2 separate regions of the Canis lupus genome follow, and region 1 is linked to region 2. Evidence: chromatin contacts called from public Hi-C data. All regions are on one chromosome and are shown on one strand. Each heading gives the region's core, a stretch centred on a gene start, on an enhancer-like site or on the middle of the called end of the contact. The rest is flanking DNA. Distances are from core to core; before and after follow the strand shown. Region 1 overlaps LOC111097737 (a long non-coding RNA gene). Region 2 holds the start of PRKCE (protein kinase C epsilon type).

The links. A called contact is a pair of places that touch in the nucleus more often than the background predicts.
Region 1: a Hi-C map of skin fibroblasts shows a contact between it and region 2, with 5 times the contacts expected there. The contact joins the enhancer-like site here to the promoter of PRKCE in region 2. A contact is called at or near these places in 2 of 9 Hi-C or Micro-C datasets (amygdala and skin fibroblasts).

Annotation. Positions count from the first base shown.
Region 1 is chr10:49,752,787-49,758,723 of UU_Cfam_GSD_1.0, reverse strand. It overlaps LOC111097737 (a long non-coding RNA gene), which reads left to right. Exons shown (of 3, transcript XR_005365872.1): 2 at 2,716-2,816. Among named protein-coding and RNA genes, the nearest start is that of TMEM247, 10 kb to the left of the region's middle. Within about 2 kb of position 2,808, at least 7 of the 20 cell types and tissues checked have an H3K27ac peak or open chromatin away from gene starts, as enhancers often do.
Region 2 is chr10:49,027,436-49,032,989 of UU_Cfam_GSD_1.0, reverse strand. It overlaps PRKCE (protein kinase C epsilon type), which reads right to left and starts at 2,885. Exons shown (of 15, transcript XM_038551201.1): 1 at 2,538-2,885. The coding sequence starts at 2,885.

The sequences.
Region 1 (5,937 bases), core at 1,559-4,058, 730 kb before region 2:
AACTTTGCTATTTAAAGGAATTTTGTGCATAATTTCATCATACTGCTTTCCTCCTGTGTGTAATTAATGCAAATCCAATGGCCATTCATACCCTGGGCTTGTTCAAGCAAAGCCCGCCTGTGGTGACCCGGAGAAGCCGGAAAATAGGTGTCCTTATTCTCGAACCAGGTTGGAGCTCTTGATGGGAGGGATATTCCAATGAAGAGCCCACTTGAGGCTGAGATTCTGGGTTTGCATCAGAGCGGGAGGGCTCTGTGGAGACTCTACAGACTTGGTCGCAGTGGCTCTTAGTAACAGCTTCTGATTCGTTCATTTGGGGCCAGAGGAGGGGACCCGTGGAGTGCGGTGGAAGATCTGCTCTGGTGACAGGGATCCTGGGGCTCTGGCCCAAGCTGTACCACTAGCTAAGCCAAGACCCTGGCAAGTCATAGAAACCCTCCAAAAGTGCAGCCTCTGTGCGTAAGAACAGGGGCAGGTAAGCCTGCCCTGCTTCGCTGTCACGGTGGTTCCCGCGGGACGACAGGTGGGCTTGCGGGCGGAGGTGCACCTGCCATCAGAGCCGCCCCCAGCGGGCCTTCGGGGTGGCTGAGAGAGGCGATGGAAAGTCTCCCCTGACATCGATGTCGCCCTCAAAAAAGCCTCCTCCTCGAACGTTTCATCTGACACTCTCCTTCCATCTCATGAGAGTTGACATAGAATAAACTTATTCCAGGAAAGAGCTGGCCTCTCCACCTTTGTGCAGCGGCATCCCCCCTCCCGCGGCCAGCGGAACGGGGTAACCCAGGCCGTGAAGCACCTGTTGGCCAATGCCGCCCCCTTGTGGTCCTCATCGGTCCTCACGGGGAGGCTTTCCGCCCACGAGGTTTTCCAAGATTCCGAATCCCCATCCTTTGTGGGATCATCAAAAGGCCGCCCAGAAAAGCTGACCCCCAGGGCCCTTGGAAGGGGATCCAGATCCAGAGAGCGCCTGATGGCACCCCAGATCTTTAGCATTGGCTTTGTGGACATCTGCGCTCCAGGGAGATCAAGTGGGGAGCAATACATCGTGGACAGGAACCTGGGGGGCGTGGGGGCCTCTGGGCGCGGTGATGGGGCGCCGCACAGCAGGCAGGGCCTGGGCGTCCCTTTAGGACGGCCTGTGTGTGTCAGGCCTGCACTGGGCCCGCGGGCTTTGCGTTTCATTTCCCTCTGGAGGGATTGTCCTTATCCCTGTTTGTGCGGGAAGAAACGGTGGCTCGCAGAAGTTAAATGATCTGCCCATGTCACAGCTGTGAAGTGGCGAACTGAGATCCCATCTGGTGTCCTCCTTCCTCTTGGCCACAGCACTCAGTGTACCACCCCTGCGGGCTGAGCTGGGGGCCCTACAGCCCCCACAAGTTCTTTTCTTTTCTTTTCTTTTTTTTCTTTTCTTTCTTTCTTTCTTTCTTTTTTTTTTTTTTTTTAAAGATTTTATTTATTTATGAGAGAGAGAGGCAGAGGGAGATGCAGGCTCCATGCAGGGTGCCTGATGTGGGACTTGATCCCGGGACTCCAGGATCAGGTCCCAGGCAGAAGGCAGGTGTTAAACCTCTGAGCCACCTGGGAATCCCCCACAAATTCTTTTCAAGCAGACCCCATAACCCTCCTTCTCTGCCCTTCTCTAGCCGCCCCTCCAGGTTCCCAGCGAAGGGTTTGCTTGATGGGGAGGGAAGGCGGTGGTGGGACTCTTGGCAAGACTTGCCTGAGCCTTCTCTTGCCCTCTGCTTTGGCTGCTTACCCCCACCTGTCACCTCCTCATCTCCTCTGTTCCCGTGGGACCATGTCCCCCTGTCTGCCCCAAGCAGATTTTCACCTTTGAGATCTTGTGGCACGTGGGACGTCTCCCTTGTGACACTCATTACATTGCCATGTTACTGTGGGCTCTCACATGTTTCTGGACTTCTGAACCTCAGGCCTTTTTCTCTTTTTCTTTCTTTCTTTCTTTCTTTCTTTCTTTCTTTCTTTCTTTCTTTCTTTCTTTCTTTCTTTCTTTCTTTCTTTCTTTCTTTCTTTTCTTTCTTTCAGACAGAGACTGACTCATCTCTGCCCCAGCACCTAACACGACCTGGCACGTAGTAGGTGCTCAGCTGTGTGCTTGTTGAGTGGTGAGTAAGGCAGGACACACTGGAAACGGTGAAAACACAACAGCTACGAAGTATACCGTTCAGTGCACCTCTGCTGTAGCACATGAAATCAATGACTGGCAGTTAAAAGTGATTCTTTTTTTTCATGGCCCTCCCCTGGGTGAGGTTCAAGTTTGCTCCAGAAGCCTCCGTTGGAGGCGAGGCCTCTCCCTGGCACCAGTACCACTTTCATCCAGCAGATGGTGGGCGAGGCCAGCAGAAAAGCCTTGCAGCCTGCCCAGAAAAGCCAGGCCTGCACAGGTGACCCCTTTTTGTAAAAGATGCAGGAAACTGAAACCTATTTGCTAACCCCATAGAGATGCACGAATGATAAGAACTGGCCTTCAAGATGAGTTCTTTGGGTGATCCCTGTGAAAAGGAGCTTTTGGGAAAATGTCTTTAAAGAGAAAATAATGGCAGCAGGTCAGGAGGGGGCTGCTCCTAGTAAATCCTGTTTGAGCAGAGTTTCTTGAAACGCCATAGAAAATGAACTTAATATAAAGCAGACACAGTCCTCAAACTCTGAATGACTCAGGACAACGCCCTGCCCCCCTTTTTTTGTTGCCTCTTGAAGCTCATTTCTTTGGAAGTTCTTCCCAGCTCTGTGGCCACCTCTTGTTGACTGGAAGCTTGTCTCCCATCACATCTCCACATGGGTCTGCACGCTCAGAAGAGGTAAGTAAAGATTTTCTGACTTGAGCTGACTGGAGGAGAGCGGTGACAGCCTCACAAAACGGCCTGGGGACTTGCTAGCACGATGGGAATTTGCCAAAGAGCTTTCTCTGCAGAGTTAATCAGGCCTAGCAATAGCTTCTCCTCAGAGTCCGTCGTAATTACTAAGGTAAGGCCAGGCCTCCCCTGCTCCCTGCTCCAGGGGACATGGGTGTGACCGTGGGAAGAGGGAAACAGCTCCCTAATCTCGTGCTAAAACAGATTTTAAGGCTGCAGCCACCCCCACCCGCATTTTCCTCTGACCTAAATCTTCCCCTGAAGCTGAGCTGGGCTCTGGGCCAGGGTGTCAGCTGTGGACAAAGGCGCCCTGTCTTGTAGGCCTGGCCACTGTTTCCTACACAGTCTGACCAGTGGTGCGGAACTCCCCCGAGTCAATGTGACAACAAGGAAACGGGCAAAGACGGCAGTTGCCTCAGTCAGCCCTACCTCCAGGGAAACCAGAAATACTGCCCCCTCGTGTTCCTACCACAGGGCAAGGGGGCTGTTCTAGGAAGCGGCCCACTCCTCGGTGCTAGGTGTGGCTGCTCACATGGAGGGCACTGTGCTGGATGCTTCCTGAAGCCGAGCGTGCCCTATTTTTTCTGGCTGACTGGGGAGCCAACCGTTATTCACTGCTTCTCCTCAGGGTCTTTGGAGCATGAATGTCACCCCCCACCCCCCCAGCCCTCTCTGCTCCTCTGCCTCTGGCATTGTAGGGGAAGCTGGGGAGGCCTGCGCTGGAGACCAGGACTAGTTCTGCTGGAACGACCCATGGCCATGCAGACCTGAGGCGACAGATCTCTTTACCTCCTTAGGCACAGCTTCTGCTTTTCAACAGGGGCATGACAACACGTGCTCTGGCTAACTTGCCAGTTGGCTGGATGCCACGTTTGTATAGATGGTGTCGATGACAAGTGGGGTTATGCGTTCAAGATGGACAGGGCTCTCTATGGGCTTGGAAGGAGGACCAAGGTGGAAGGAGGAGGGAGGGGTGAGAAGGATGAGAGGGAATTAGACCCACGTCCATTATGGGGAAGGGTAGGCCAAGTGGGGAAATGGTGAGAATAATAGCACAGCGGTGGGGATCCATGGAACATCTCCTAGGAACAGTAAGTACCTCATTCTGGCTTAATCAAAACGCACGTGTGCATATGTGTACACTCATGCAAGTGTGCCTACAATAGGGAGGCAAGTCTGGAAACACGTTATGAGATCTAATTATGGAAGGCCTTGAAGTCCCAGCTCATTCCTTAGGAGAATATTGCAAGTTTATGAGCAGGGATCACACTTAAGGTAGTGTGAGGGGAAGATTAATGTGGTCATTTGTGTATGAGAGAGGATTGGAGAGACCCAGGGTAGCCATTTAGGAGACTTGTAAGTTCTGGGACAGAGAGGAGGGTGTGTGAGAGCAACATAGCACCCAAGGGACAGCTATAAAAGCCATTATGCACAAAGATCAATGGGACATGCCTGAATTTAGGCCTGAGAGAAGAGGATGGTGGTACCATGGCAGAAACTGGCAGGGTCCAGGAGGAAAGCCCTGTCTTGTGTAGGGAGAAAGTTCAGCTTTAAAGTCTTCCACCTGAGGTGCCTGGGTCCGTTTGGCCAAATATAAGCAGTAACCGGTGAGGAGGAAAGCTGAAGCTTCCGACCGATGGGACTCCTCAACAAGCTCTCTCCAGTCCTCTGGGCTCCTCGTCCTTTCAGAATGTGCTCTTCACCCAGACCGTGTGCCGGGACTGGGCCTCTAGCTACCAGTCTGTTTGAGGAACTGGGCCTGCTGGCCTGGCTTTCTGCTGAGGTGTGGCCTTGGCCTAGGTGGAAAGATCCCTGGCTATGACTGGGCTTTGCCTCACTAGGGGCTGGTGTTCCTCTCCCTGCAAAGCCAGGCCTCAGCTGTTTCTGCTGGGTTGGTAGTAGCCACATTTGGCAGGCCTGCATGGGAACTAGAGGCCAGGACTTCTGCCGAAGGAGGAGGAGAGACCCAACAAGGATAGTCGATCATTTTGTGGGAAAAGCAAAAGGCAGCACGGGGATTTGGTTTCTCCAGTGCAGGCCCTTTCAGACAGCTGCTCGTATGATTGATGGAGACATTTATTTGCAGCAGTTTTCTTGGAATCACTAATCTCTTGTAAATGCTCAGCGCCCTGTGGGAGAACACTGCTAGCATTGTGAGGTATGCATTTCAATTCTGAGAGAGTCGCAGATACAGGCAGGACACTGATGAAATGTAGAAGCAGCGGAGAGGATAGGTGTGAGCGCCCACAAGGAGGAGTCTGGTAGGGGAGCCTGGGCCTGGCTCTGCGGCTGACTAGTCCCTCCCGCCCTCCAGACCTCAGTCTTCTCATCTATAAAGCGACAGTACAGGGCTGGAAGACCTCCGAGCCCCTCTTTTGTACATTGACATTTTGTCACTTATTTTGTGTCGCGGTCTTGCCTGGATCCAGGCTCTGTGGGTGATGCTGGAGAAAAATGAAGAGACTTGGCAATCTGGAAGAGACCGCATCAAATTGGCCATCTCTGGTCTCTCGACAGCTTTCGAATGAGTCTCGATCTGCTGAACAGATCTCTGGTCTTGTGAGCCAGTATCAAGCCTCACGTTGCCCACAGTTGAGCTCCTACCACAAGCTGGTCATAAGAAACAATTTTTGTGAGAGATGGTTAAATACTAATTTTCAAACATTTAAAAACAATTAAATCCTTTTTTTTTTTTAAAGGGAATTTTGTGGGAACTTGAGATATGAAGATAAAACCCTGGCTGTTCTGGTAGAAGGAACTTTAAGTCCCCAGTCCCCTCTGCAAACCCACAGGCCAACCCAGGGGCCAGAGAATCTAATATCGGCTACAGGGCCAAGTGAGGTCCTAATCTATGTCCATGTTCTGTCTTTGAATTTTAGCAAAAGCCGCTTTAAGAGCCAGGCGTGAATGCTCCCTGTAACCTGCTCTACAGCCTTCACTGGGGACCCTAACCTTAACATCACACAGCATCCACTAAGGAATGCCTCCACGTGACAAATGTCCTTTAGAAATTCATAGTAGGAAAAGCTTTATCTTTTCCCCAGGAACTAAAATGTCCTTTGGTTCT
Region 2 (5,554 bases), core at 1,636-4,135:
CCCTGAGCCTGGGAAATGCTGCCCAAAGGTATGATTCTGTGGGTGTCCCCTCAGTGACAGGAATGGGAAAGGTGATTTCTGTCAGCCCAAGTGAACCTGTCCATTTCCAAGGGCCAGTCACCTCTGCGGATGCATCGCCACCCCCATCCCCAATTCCCCTGCCCCCTACCTCCACCCCCACCTCCATCCCCCAGCATCTTTTAGTGAAACCAACACTAGGTGAGCAAATAGAACCAGCTCCACTACTCAATTCATCTTGTGACTTTGGCCTCTTTGTAGTTCCAAGTTGTTCTTTTTTGTTTTGTTTTGTTTTGTTTAAATCTAATACCTGCTGTACCTAATTCACACTTGCTATGAGACAAAAGAGAAATGATTTTGAAAGCACTTTAAATTACTGTGTACAATGAAAACCTCAGGGACACAGCACATGAATCTGCAGGGAACAGACTGGGAGGGCCAGGGGGGCCCAGTTCTCATCCCCCTGGCAAGCCATGGGCAATAGGAGGTGTGGGCTCTACTTCCAGTCCCCTCATGCTTGCATGTGACCTTGGGTACCCACTTGGCTTCTCTGACACTCAATGTCCTTGTCTCTAAAACATGCCTCTGCACTAGGTGATCCAGGCTAGGGCCAAGTCCAACATGAATCTGAGCACCTTAGAGAATAATGACAAGGCAAGGCCGGTGCCCACAGCATGCTTCACTCCAAGTGCTCAAAAGTGGGGATGGTGCCCTAATGCATGCAGGGTCTGGGCAGGCCCCAGCAAAGCATCACCAGAGACACATAGACACCTCTCCCTCCAACCAAGATACGTTCTGTGGCTAGAGCCACCTTACTGTTCATCCCATCTGCTCTCTCTGCCCCACTCTATCTTCCTCATCTGCATACGTGGTAAAGGCCCCGTGGTCTCTCTACTATACCCGTGTTTTTTTTCTGTCCTCTTCCTGTTCTAAAACAACTTAAAAACCACAATTTTTAGTGTTAAGGTCTGGCCCTGAAACTGGTCATCCCTTAAGCTCCCCCTCAGAGAGGCACTACTTTTCCTGAGTCAAAGAGCCTATATATGGAAAGGAAATGAGGAGTGAGTGGGAACTCCAGTGGTGGGGGGCCAGTAGAAGGAAGGGGCATCGATGAATGGAATGGGGTGCAATGGCACTGTGTTCTTTGGAATTCCATAATTCTGCTCCCCAAAGTGTAAGCCACAAATCTCCCAGGGCTGTACTCGGTATGGTTAGTTGAGGCTTCCCTGTAAGCCCCGTAACCATGGTTTTGGGGCAGACTACATCACAGTGTGAGCATAACGAGAGGAGACTTTTTCCTATTTTTGTCTAAAACTCCATTTCCTTTTACAAAATATGTAAGGTGACATGCCAACGTGGTTCATACGCGACCTCTGACCCTAGGACAATCATGAAGTGGTCTGTTTTCAATAATTATAAGGGGATTCCTCTATGTTTCTCCATGAGGACCAGATACCTCTTTTCATGTAGAGCGAAGAAACCTGAAAACATATGTACCCAGGGCCACACCTGCTCTTGTTGGAAACACGTAGCAAATCAGAAAACACCGAAATCCATTTCCTAATTTAACACCTTCCTTTCAAAAAGAGCTAAAAGAAGGGTGGTTCTCCCTGCTTCTTTGGGTGCCAAGGTTTAGCGCCTTTGGTTTACAGTACTTGGACAAGGAAGGCCCATTCCCAAGTCCCTAATATTTTGACAGTGTCATCAATTAAGTCAATGTCAGACTTAGCGGTAGTATCTCATTGCACAGTATCCTGAAAATCAAAACAGGGAAATCGAATAACTTGAAGTAGGATTCAAGGCACCGACCGACTTCCAGTTTCTTGCAAGCAGCACCATTTTTAAAACACAACACTCATTCTGGATGCATGGGCGATGCATGGGGGCAAAACCAGCTTGGCTTATGTTGCTGGGACCCTGCAGGAGGGATCCTAGAGAGGAACACGTTTTTCTCCCCGTATGTCAGAAGATGAGCTAACCACCGTGCAACAGAATCGACGAAGCAAGCTAGCTTCCTCCCGGAGGGAAAAATAAAGCAGCTCCCTCGCTCCGCTGCTGCGCAGGACAAAGCCAGGACGTGCAAGGAGCCTTCAGTCCAGGGCTCCACGTGCCTCTCCAAGGACGGAGGAACCCACCCACACACAATCACACACGCAGCCAGCCCACCACGCGCCTGCGGAAGGCGCCGGCTCCTCCGCCAACCTTGGGCACCAGGGCCGGGGGCTCTCGCAGCTTGCAAGCTCCCGGGAGCGCCCATTGTCTGAAGGGGGCTAGAGGGCCTTACTCTCTCTGCAAGTCTGGTCTCCGTGGCTCCAGTGCCTACTTCTCAACTACGACGAAATGGAGTATGCTTCCCCAAGGCAGCTGAGACACATCACACACACACACACACACACGCACGCACACACACAGCCCAGATGGCAAGAAGTCTCGGCGCCCCGTGACCAGTGCCAAGGCCGTGGGCGCATCCCCGCGGCCCCCCGAGCTGGGCTCCTGGCCCGGGAGGCGCCCGGACTCACCCAGTCCTCGAAGTGCCGGCTCCCGTTCTGCAGCAGCTCCTCGAACTGGATGGTGCAGTTGGCCACGAAGTCGTCGTAGCCGATGGGGGCATCGTGGAAGACGGCCAGCTCGATCTTGCGCCCGTTGCACACATCGGTGACGAACTCGTCGTGCCAGGCCGGGCTGTTGGTCTTCTGCTTGGTGGCCGTCTGGCCGATGCGCGAGTCGTCCACGTTGAGGGCGATGTAGGGGTCGAGGAGGAAAGTCTGCGGCCGGGGTCCCACCGCATGGCGCAGCGACCAGGCTGTGGGCTTCAAGCTCACGGCCTCGCAGATTTTGATCTTAAGGAGGCCATTGAACACTACCATGGTCGGGGCGGGCAGCGGGGGCCGGGGTCCCTCCGTCCGCCCCGAGGGCAGGAGTGAAGAGCCGACGCCCCGGCGCTCGCAGGGTCCCCTGCGCCCCACCCCGCTCTCCCCCTACACCTGGGAGCGCTGCGCCCGGGCGCGGGCGGTCCTCGGCGGGAGCATGTATTTCCTCGCCGGGTTCCTAACGGAAAGCAGGGAGGGGGGGAGAGCCGGGGGACGTCCGCGTGCGGAGCGAGCCTCTCCCCCCCGCCCCCCGCAGCGCCTCCCGGAGGGGACCGAGCTGCCGGCCGCGCTGCGCGCCGCGGGGGCTGTGGCGCCGCCTCGCTGGCTCCCGGCTCGGGCTGCGGGGACGCGGGCGCCGCGCCCGGCGCTCACCTACCTTTCCGAAACATAATCCCCGGGAAATTTCGACTCCGGGAGGGGGAGGGGGGCGTGGGACGGGGCGGGGACGAGAGCCGGGGGCGCAGATTTCAACCCGGATCCTCTTCGCACACCCAGCGCCTGCCTCTGGCCGCGCGGGGCGGGGGGTGGGTCGAGGGATGTTCAGTCTATCCGGAGGGATGCATGTCGAGAGGAAATGGTCCTCCTCGGAGCCAGTTTTTTTTTTAAGAATCCACAAGCCGCACGGCCGGCGCGGCCGCCTCCTCCGGGGCGAGGCGAGGCGAGGCGAGGCGAGGCGAAGCGGCGATCGGGAGGCGCCGGGAGCCCGGAACCTCAGCCCCGCGCGGGCTCGGGCTCGGGCTCGGGGTCGGGCTCGGGGTCGGGGTCGGGGTCGGGACGGCCGCCGCGCGGGCTGGGGCGCAGGCCGGCACCGGGCGGTGCGCAGCGCGGCGGCGGCGGCGGCGGCGGCGGCGGCGGCGGCGGCGGCGGGGCCGGGACTGCGACTCGGCGCGGCCCCACCTCCCGGGCGCCGGCGCCCGCCCGCCGCGCTCCCCGCGTCCCCGCTCTCGGCTGCCGCTCGCTCGCCGCCCGCCCGCGCTCCCCCGCGGTCTCCTCTCCCTCCGTCGGTGTGCGAGCCAGTCTCCCTCCCTCTAATGCAGGAAATGCGCAAAAGACGTCAGTGTGTGTGTGTGTGTGTGTGTGTGTGTGTGTGTGTGCACGCGCGCGCGCTCCTGTGTTTGGGGAAATAGAAAGTTTTGCCTGTTGGGGGAGCAATACGGGAAAAGTGAGCCGAGGAGAGGCCGCCGCGGAGAGGGCGAGCCGGCCGGGTGGCGGCGGCGGGCGGGGGCCGGGCGGGGGCCGGGGGGCGGGCGCCGCGGGGGGGGGGGCGGCTGCGGGCTGCGGACGCCGGGTCTGCGCTCCCCGCCCCGAGGCCGGCGGCCCGCGCATCTCCCCGGGGCTCCGCGACCGAGCCCGGCTGCCGGGCTGCAGACCCCGGGGGCGGGGGGCGGGGGGCGGCCTGCGGAGGAGACCCGGGAGCCCCCCGGCCCCGGGCTGGGGCGTGCTGGCCCGTCGGTGCGTCCCGCGGGCCCGGGGCGCTCGGCTCCCCCGCGGCGGGGGAGGGGAGGCGGGGAGGGTCGTCCCCCTGCTTGGGGGGCGGGGGCGCCGTCGCCCCGGGGGGACCCGTCCTGGACCCGTCCTGGACTTGCCGGGCCGCGGGAACTTGTTGACAAGTGAAAGCTTGGGAGAGGACCTCGGCTGCGTCCGCGTTTGTTTATGTTCCACGAAGTGACTGCAGATTCACCCTGGAGCCCGTCCGGGCCCCTTTCGGGGGACGCGGCTCCGAGGGGCGCGCTGCCGGCGGCCGCCCGAGCTGGGGGGGGGGGGGGGCGCGCCCTGCGGGGGGCGAGCGGCCGCGGCCGCGCTAGTTTCCTCCGTAACCTTTAAACTCTCGCTGGCAGCCGCGGCGGCCGGTCACGTGAGGCGAGCCCGGGGCTGCCGGGGAAGAATTTCCTCCGCGGGGAGCCGGGGCCGGGGTAGGCGGCCGGGCGGGGGACGGCCCCGCGCGGGGGCCGCGGACGAGCGCCCGGAGGCCCTGGGCGCGGCCCTGGCTGCGGCCGCCGCGGGGCCGGGCGCGGGGAGGTGGAGCGCGCGGGGCCGGGCGCTGCGAGGGTGCGAGCCTCGGCCCCCCGTGCGCCCGGCCCACGGAGCGCTTACTTATCTGGCGCGGCCCTGAGCGTGGGCCAGAATGTAAAACCCATCCCTCCATTGCATTTTTCTCAGCGGAAAAGGTTATCGTTGCCTGTGGCTTAAAGGTTTAAAAAGAGGATTAAAGGCGAGGAAGGAGGCCGGCCCCCGAAGCAGCTGGGTACCCAGCGCGGCACACGGTCGCAGAAATGATCAGGGAGCCCCAAGGTGATCCTCTCCCAGTGCCCTCCCCGATGCTGTCGTCTCCCGCCGCCTGCCGCCTGCCCCGTAGGATGGGGCAGCTGGGGAGGCAGTGCTAAAATGCAGTCTTGAGGACAGCAGAGCTCTTCTGCGCTTAAAAAGTCGGGATGTGGGACGCCTAGGTGGGCTCAGTTGTTGGGCATCCGCCTTTGGCTCAGGTCGTGATCCCAGGTTCGGGGGATCCAGTCCCACATGGGACTCCCTGCGTGGAGCTTGCTCCTCCCTCTGCCTGTGTCTCTGCCTCTCTCTCTCTCCCTCTGTGTGTCTCTCATGAATAAATAAATAAAATCTTTAAAAAAAAAAAAGTCAGGATATGAAAGTTATGCCTTACGTGGTCACTC